Linked DNA regions of Bicyclus anynana: region 1 is linked to region 2. A link is a contact called in public Hi-C data. All regions are on one chromosome and are shown on one strand. The core of a region is the stretch at or near the end of the contact, and the rest is flanking DNA. Distances in the headings are between cores, read along the strand shown. Region 1 holds the start of LOC112057117 (neurogenic locus notch homolog protein 1). Region 2 overlaps LOC112057117 (neurogenic locus notch homolog protein 1).

The links. A called contact is a pair of places that touch in the nucleus more often than the background predicts.
Region 1: a Hi-C map of whole larva shows a contact between it and region 2, with 3 times the contacts expected there. The contact joins the promoter of LOC112057117 here to the enhancer-like site in region 2. A contact is called at or near these places in 2 of 2 Hi-C or Micro-C datasets (whole body and whole larva).

The regions. Positions count from the first base shown.
Region 1 is chr21:6,873,359-6,876,529 of ilBicAnyn1.1, forward strand. LOC112057117 (neurogenic locus notch homolog protein 1) reads right to left here and starts at 1,539. Exons shown (of 25, transcript XM_024097611.2): 1 at 1,371-1,539.
Region 2 is chr21:6,826,759-6,829,992 of ilBicAnyn1.1, forward strand. The region is part of intron 1 of LOC112057117 (neurogenic locus notch homolog protein 1); the gene reads right to left. Among protein-coding and RNA genes, the nearest start is that of LOC112057106, 27 kb to the left of the region's middle. Within about 2 kb of position 1,608, at least 6 of the 8 cell types and tissues checked have open chromatin away from gene starts, as enhancers often do.

The DNA of each region.
Region 1 (3,171 bases), core at 289-2,788, 47 kb after region 2:
TTTCCTATTTCTGTTGTAAAATGTAGGAAATACGTTTACGACTGTTACGTAATTTTGATGAAAACTTAATTAAAAGTAGGCCATATTTCATGCGGCGTTAGACAAAAAGAAAAGTTTGGAATTTAAAATGTTAAAATAAAAAATGGGGTGAAATTGTTATATAAAATTAATTAGAGTTTTATAATACTCTAATTGTTGTATGTATTAAATTTTATTCTACGCAATTCCCTATTTAGGATTTAGGAAAAATATAACTGTAATGTATTTATCAGCCTATAGCATAGGCCTACACTAACAAAAACACATCGGACTTACACATCTAACTGACTGCTGAGCTCGAGTCTCCTCTCAGAATCTAGTCCACCATGCTGGCCCAATGCGGATTGGCAGACTTCACACACGTAGACAATTAAGAAAATTCTCTGGTATGCAGGTTTCCTCACGATGTTTTTCCTTCACCGTTTGAGACACTTGATATTTAAATTCTTAACATGCACACAACTGAAAAGTTGGAGGTGCATGCTCCGGACCGGATTCGAACCCATACCCTCCGGAATCGGAGGCAGAAGTAATATCCACTGGGCTATCACGTGCCTTATGCTGAATAGCTTATTGGAAAGTCACATACAATCGGATCTTACGCATAGTACCTAATTAGTTATTTTTTTAATATTTACATTTAATAAAACAATAAAACATCGTGGGCAAACCTGCATACCTGAGAATTTTCTTATTATTTATAATATAATTTTATTTATTAACACGCCTAGCATTAGGCTAGGCGTGGTGGACTGTTAGCTTAACCCCTCTCTATTCTGAGAGGAGTCCCGTGCTCAACAGTGAGCCGAACATAGGTTGTTAATGATGATGAATGATGAGGATGAAGCCTCAATAACTCCTTGGTAAAGGGGCCGGGCTTAATACCGAGAGGTCATGGGTTCGATCTCCGATTAACATCCACTGGAATATTTTCGTACCCACCACTAATACATGAGAATATTTTTTATATTAAAATAAAATGTAAAATAATTGTTTGATTTAAAAAAAGCTTGAATTAAGATGCGATGAATACCTGTTAACAATACCTAGTTATAATTATTAGGCAAACGTTATGGTTTGTATATTTTTTAATTAAATTATATCAAAGGACAATCTGTCGAATCAGTCACTATTAACTTAACTTTAAAGTAACGCAATAAATCATAACGCACATTGTTAACCCTGCAGGCGTGACCACGCGATAAAACGAACGTGCCGGACTTTCACATTTTCGCTCCACCGGCGAAATCGCATAACGTAGAAAAAAAAGAAACATCTCAATCTGAAATGAAGTGAAGTCAATAAAATACAGATTTAAAAATAGAACACACCTCCACAAAAACGCGTACAGCTCCAGATTTACAAATCCTGTATAGCACAACACTGTCACTATTCACTCGCGAATTTTCGCGCGTATCGGGACTTCGTTCAATACGTACACCACGCAGTACAGACCGGCGAAGACTGGCTGTGGGTTTGCTAGTAAAGTGAAGCCAAGTTGGCGCTCGCCTCGGAACAAGGCCATGCAAAACGTTGCTCCCATTTCCCCCCAGTGGAAAGTCGTATCCGTGATAGTACAGGTGTGGGAGAAAGCACCCAAAAAACTGATATCTGACTCATTCGGATGATTCTGTTTGACTTTGGTCATGGAAAGTGACCGGACCGGTTCTTGGCGCCGAATGTCGTTGAAATTGAAAGGTTATAAACAATCCGAGCGTCTCTTTTTATTCTGATGTGTTTGCATCCATAAAAATGTCATGGATTTACTACTGCTAAAACTTAAACGTTCATAAACTCTCTATTTACCAGTTTTGGGGTAGCAATCCATCAAACTTTCAAGTAACATTTACGCCAAGAGGTCAAATATATTTTTTAAACTCTCAAGAGCACTAAACTTTTTATTATTAATTTATATCTGTTTGTTTATGAGCTATACAAGCCTACATGTAACTAAAAATACATTATACAAATCAAAAAGTTTTCTGTTATAACATAGTTTTTGTATTTGAACTTCGTCATGCTTCAGCTAATCAAATACTCTAATGGAACAAAAATTATATTTTCAAGAGGTATTGACATTACTCTTGAGCTTGGATAATGTTTATTTAATCCACCCACAGCTTATGAGGTTATTCATAATATTGCTCTCAGGTTTTAGAGTTTGCTATTTGTAGATTTAAAGAAGCAGAAACACTGCTTTGAAAAAATTAATTTTGTTGAAACAAAATTACAGATGTTTTTAACTAATTCTGCTAACAAATGCAACGAAATACCTATAATTTCTGTAATTCAAACCTCAAAATGTAGATATTTTTAGATGCTTGTGTTAGTAGTCTATACAGTTATTGGGAGTAGGTAAACTTTACAAAGATTATTTTTCATCATCTTATTCTGATTGATCCAATTGTATGGATTACCACTCTACCGCAAATGGTGTACTTACTGTCAAACGACTATGAGTTTACAAAAGAACGGAAAGCCAGCCGAAGCCAGTAAGGGGTTAAATAAACTGTATCATTATTTTATGACTTAGCAGGGGCTACGAGTAAGTAACGCGAGTAACGTTTTATCTTGACATTGTCATTATCAGCAGGGTAATTCTGTATCATCGTGTACAATTAAAAAACTTGGCCAACATGAATTGGCTGTGATTTTTCGGCGGAATAGCCGAACGGCATATTCCGAAAATCTCTAGCTGTTTTTAAGTTTGTTCTCCGAGAAGCACCAGATTATGAGTAATTATTATATTTTACTAATTTTAGCTTTCACACTTAAGGCCCCCGAACTACAGGGGGGGCTGCTACCCTGTATCATTGATACGACGTTAGCTTTGCCCCTGATGGCGGCGTTATCGCAAATGAAAGTACAGTGCGTCTTTGGTTTTCGTTTCGGAAATTTCGACTTGCAGTACAAGCCTCGTGTACGGTCAGAGATCAAAGTTGATATTGAAGAATTAAAAAAAAAATCGACTTTAGTTTCTAATTCTAATTATAACGTAAGGATATTTCAACAACCTTATCGGTAACGTCATTTCGTTGAAATACGGGTAAGTCCTACAACCTTCTTCTAATATCCTTGTCGAACATTGCAACAAGACAAACGGATCAACGACTGGGAATGCCCAATAACGCC
Region 2 (3,234 bases), core at 358-2,857:
TTTGCCGTTTAGCCGTGAAAACGTAACAGACAGAAAGACAGACTTACTTTTACATTTATAGTATTAAGTATTACGTTAGTTAAACTTGTAAAAGTAAGGAATACCTATAGAAGTTCAAGGGTATACCCATCTCATAGCTAATGACGCCGAAAGAACATCTCAACGGAAAAGCTAAAGCTTTTACATAAATGTATATACTCGTAGTTACTTATCTTTTAGTTATAAACCTTTCAATATAATTTATAACTACGATTTATACTGTCTAGTCTAGACTCTAGGTGGTTTTTTAAAAGCATTAATGGAACTAGTTGTCGGATTTCTAAGAGCAAATCTTTTTATCTCTTCCTTTTAAAGGCTTTAGTGGCTATAGAAATCCTTCTGTCTGAGTAGAGAAGTATTTTGTTCACTCACTCACATACTCACTTAAATATTATGTTCATCACACACTACATATTGCGAACTTTATTCTATTTAACTATTTATTTTGTAACTTTTTTTATATTTTTATATTCTTTAAAAGTTAGCCTTTGACTACAATCTCACCAGATGGTGATGATGTAATCTAAAGTGGAAACGAGCTAACTTGTTAGGAGAAGGATGAAATCCACACTCCTTTCGGTTTCTACACGACATCGTACCGGAACGCTAAATTGCTTTTACAACGGTACGTCTTTGGCGGTAGTTTAAATATAAGAGTACTCAAATATAGGTAAGTGCATTTGTTTAAGTTAAAACAAAGACTTTGAATTGTAATTTTAAATGTGAATGTGAACAAACTTCTATTTAACTTATTACTATTTTAACTGTTAGTCAAATAAAGGTATTTTTACTGAGAAAGAATAAAATATGAAATTTAAGTTAACTTAATAAAATGGAATAAAATATGGAGCATAATTTTGAGCACACCACGTCCACGAAACGTGGAAAATAGGATAAATAGGAACAATCCAATCATGCCCACGTGGATTGATAGCAAGAATACATGCTGAATTTCAGTGATGGACAGTCAGGGTAATTTTTGCGCAATATATTGGCCAGCCCTTCGTCGCCAAATTGAATTGAAATATAAAACGAGTATTTGTGGGTCAAATATTGGAAATTAAAGAACAACTTTCTGTCATTTGGCTGGAGTCAATAAGGTATACATATATACTAGTATGTAAGCATATATTCAGTGACAATGCGATAATTTGATTCCATGGAGCCAATCTCATCATCAGATCGATCTGATGATGAGTCGGAAGTTAACCATAGGAACTCCTAAACCAATCAAGCTACGTCCTTCGAGTTTAGGCTCATTCGTCTTGCTAATCAATCTGGTGCTACATAATAGCTAGATCTTATATAATAACAAAATTTGAATTTCAATTTTTGATATTTTACTACCATATTGATGAAAAAGTCATCTCCACTTAATACGAAAATTAAAAACTAACAGTAACAATTATTTACATAATGCAAAGTGTGAATTGCCTTTTATGATGATTGCTCTCAAACACTTATTGTTAATTGTGTAGATAAAGGAAGCTTTACACCGGCATTGTATTGCTAAAAACGGCTATTTACTTACGTGTTCGGAACCGTTTACGTATGATGCAAGTTAAAGTGAGTGAACTCTAGCGTAGTGACCAGATCAAGTACCTATTCTACCTGGTGACGCAATGACGTTGTGTACCGAGTGAAAGGCGTGACGCGCCTTGACTTACGATGCAACTTTCTTTCCAAATATTGGTAAGGTATCAATCACGTCATACGTGTGTGATGACTTCGAATATGGAACGGAGTATGGTTATTACGAAAGTATTACTGCCAAGTATAAGTACTCATTTTAATGCCATTCTTATTGAGATGACGTCATTGATCTTAAGTAATTCGAGAGATAAAAAAGCGATGCGTTAAAACCCAGCGTTGGCGGGTATTAGTTACTGCTCTATAAAAAGCATTGTTATTTAAAAACATTGTCGTCTGAACATATACTTATTTTTATTTATTTATTTAATACTCTTTATTTGTACACCACAATAAATAAAAGAAAACAGAAACATAAGAAAAAGTAGAATACAAAAGGCGGCCTTATCGCTTAGTGGCGATCTCTTCCAGGCAACTTATTATGATAACTGTAGGTGGTGTGTACGTAATAATAATGTACATTATACATACATACAAATAACTACACACTAATACATAAACATTTGTGTATAATACACAAATTATATAAGTATATGTTTTGTTTGATCTTAATACAGGGAAAGAAAATTCGACAAATCCCAAAGGAGCAACTGAAAAGCATGAAATTGATTGTGCATGGGAATTGTGATTTTCTTGTACGATTTTTCTCTTTTGAGTCGTATGAATGAAGTTCACAGGGTCAGCTATCAGTCAGTCAGCTGGTGTAAAGAATAATATTACTTTTGAGTCATACTAGTACTACTACTATCCTACTCGTGTATTTAGTCTCCATAATTCGACAACGACAACGTCATGATAAATAACAATCCATATTACTCCCTCTTGAGCACTCTTGGTTCTCTATTGAGCATTATTCTCCTCTCAGGTTAGGCCACAGAAAACATATTATGGTTAGGCTAATAGTCAATGCGGATTGGAAGACAACACATACGAGGAGAATTAAGAAAATACTCAGGTATGTATCAGGTATATTTCCTCACGATGTTTCAACGGTGTGAAGATAAGATATTTAATTTCTTAAAATGTACATAACCGAAAAGTTGGAGATACATTCCAATTAAAATCTATTCTTAATATAACAAAGTATATAGGTCGATAAAAGAACCTGCTTTTCTATTTAGATTTTTTTTCCCTTTATGATTAAAACACTACGTTAGGTAGAAACATTATAAAAATAATGTCTACTGTATGGCGGTAAATTTTTTTAACTATTTACCCGAAAAGGCGAAAGATATGACATTGAATGAATTCAAAAATTATATTTTTAATAAATTAATTAATGCAAATATATATAACTACAAAGACTATTTTCAACTGAAATTTTGAGTAATTGTAATAATTGACATTTTTTTTAAATTGACATAATTTTCTCTTATATTGTTTTTTTTTTTGTTTTGTAATTTTGTAGCTTTTGTAATTTAGGTATTGTTCCATTGACACATTTCATAAATATTTTGCACGCCTATAGGCAAGACATGTTTGGATCGAATAATTAATGGTATATTTAATTTTATAACAAGTGTAACCCATGTTTAAAGCAAATAA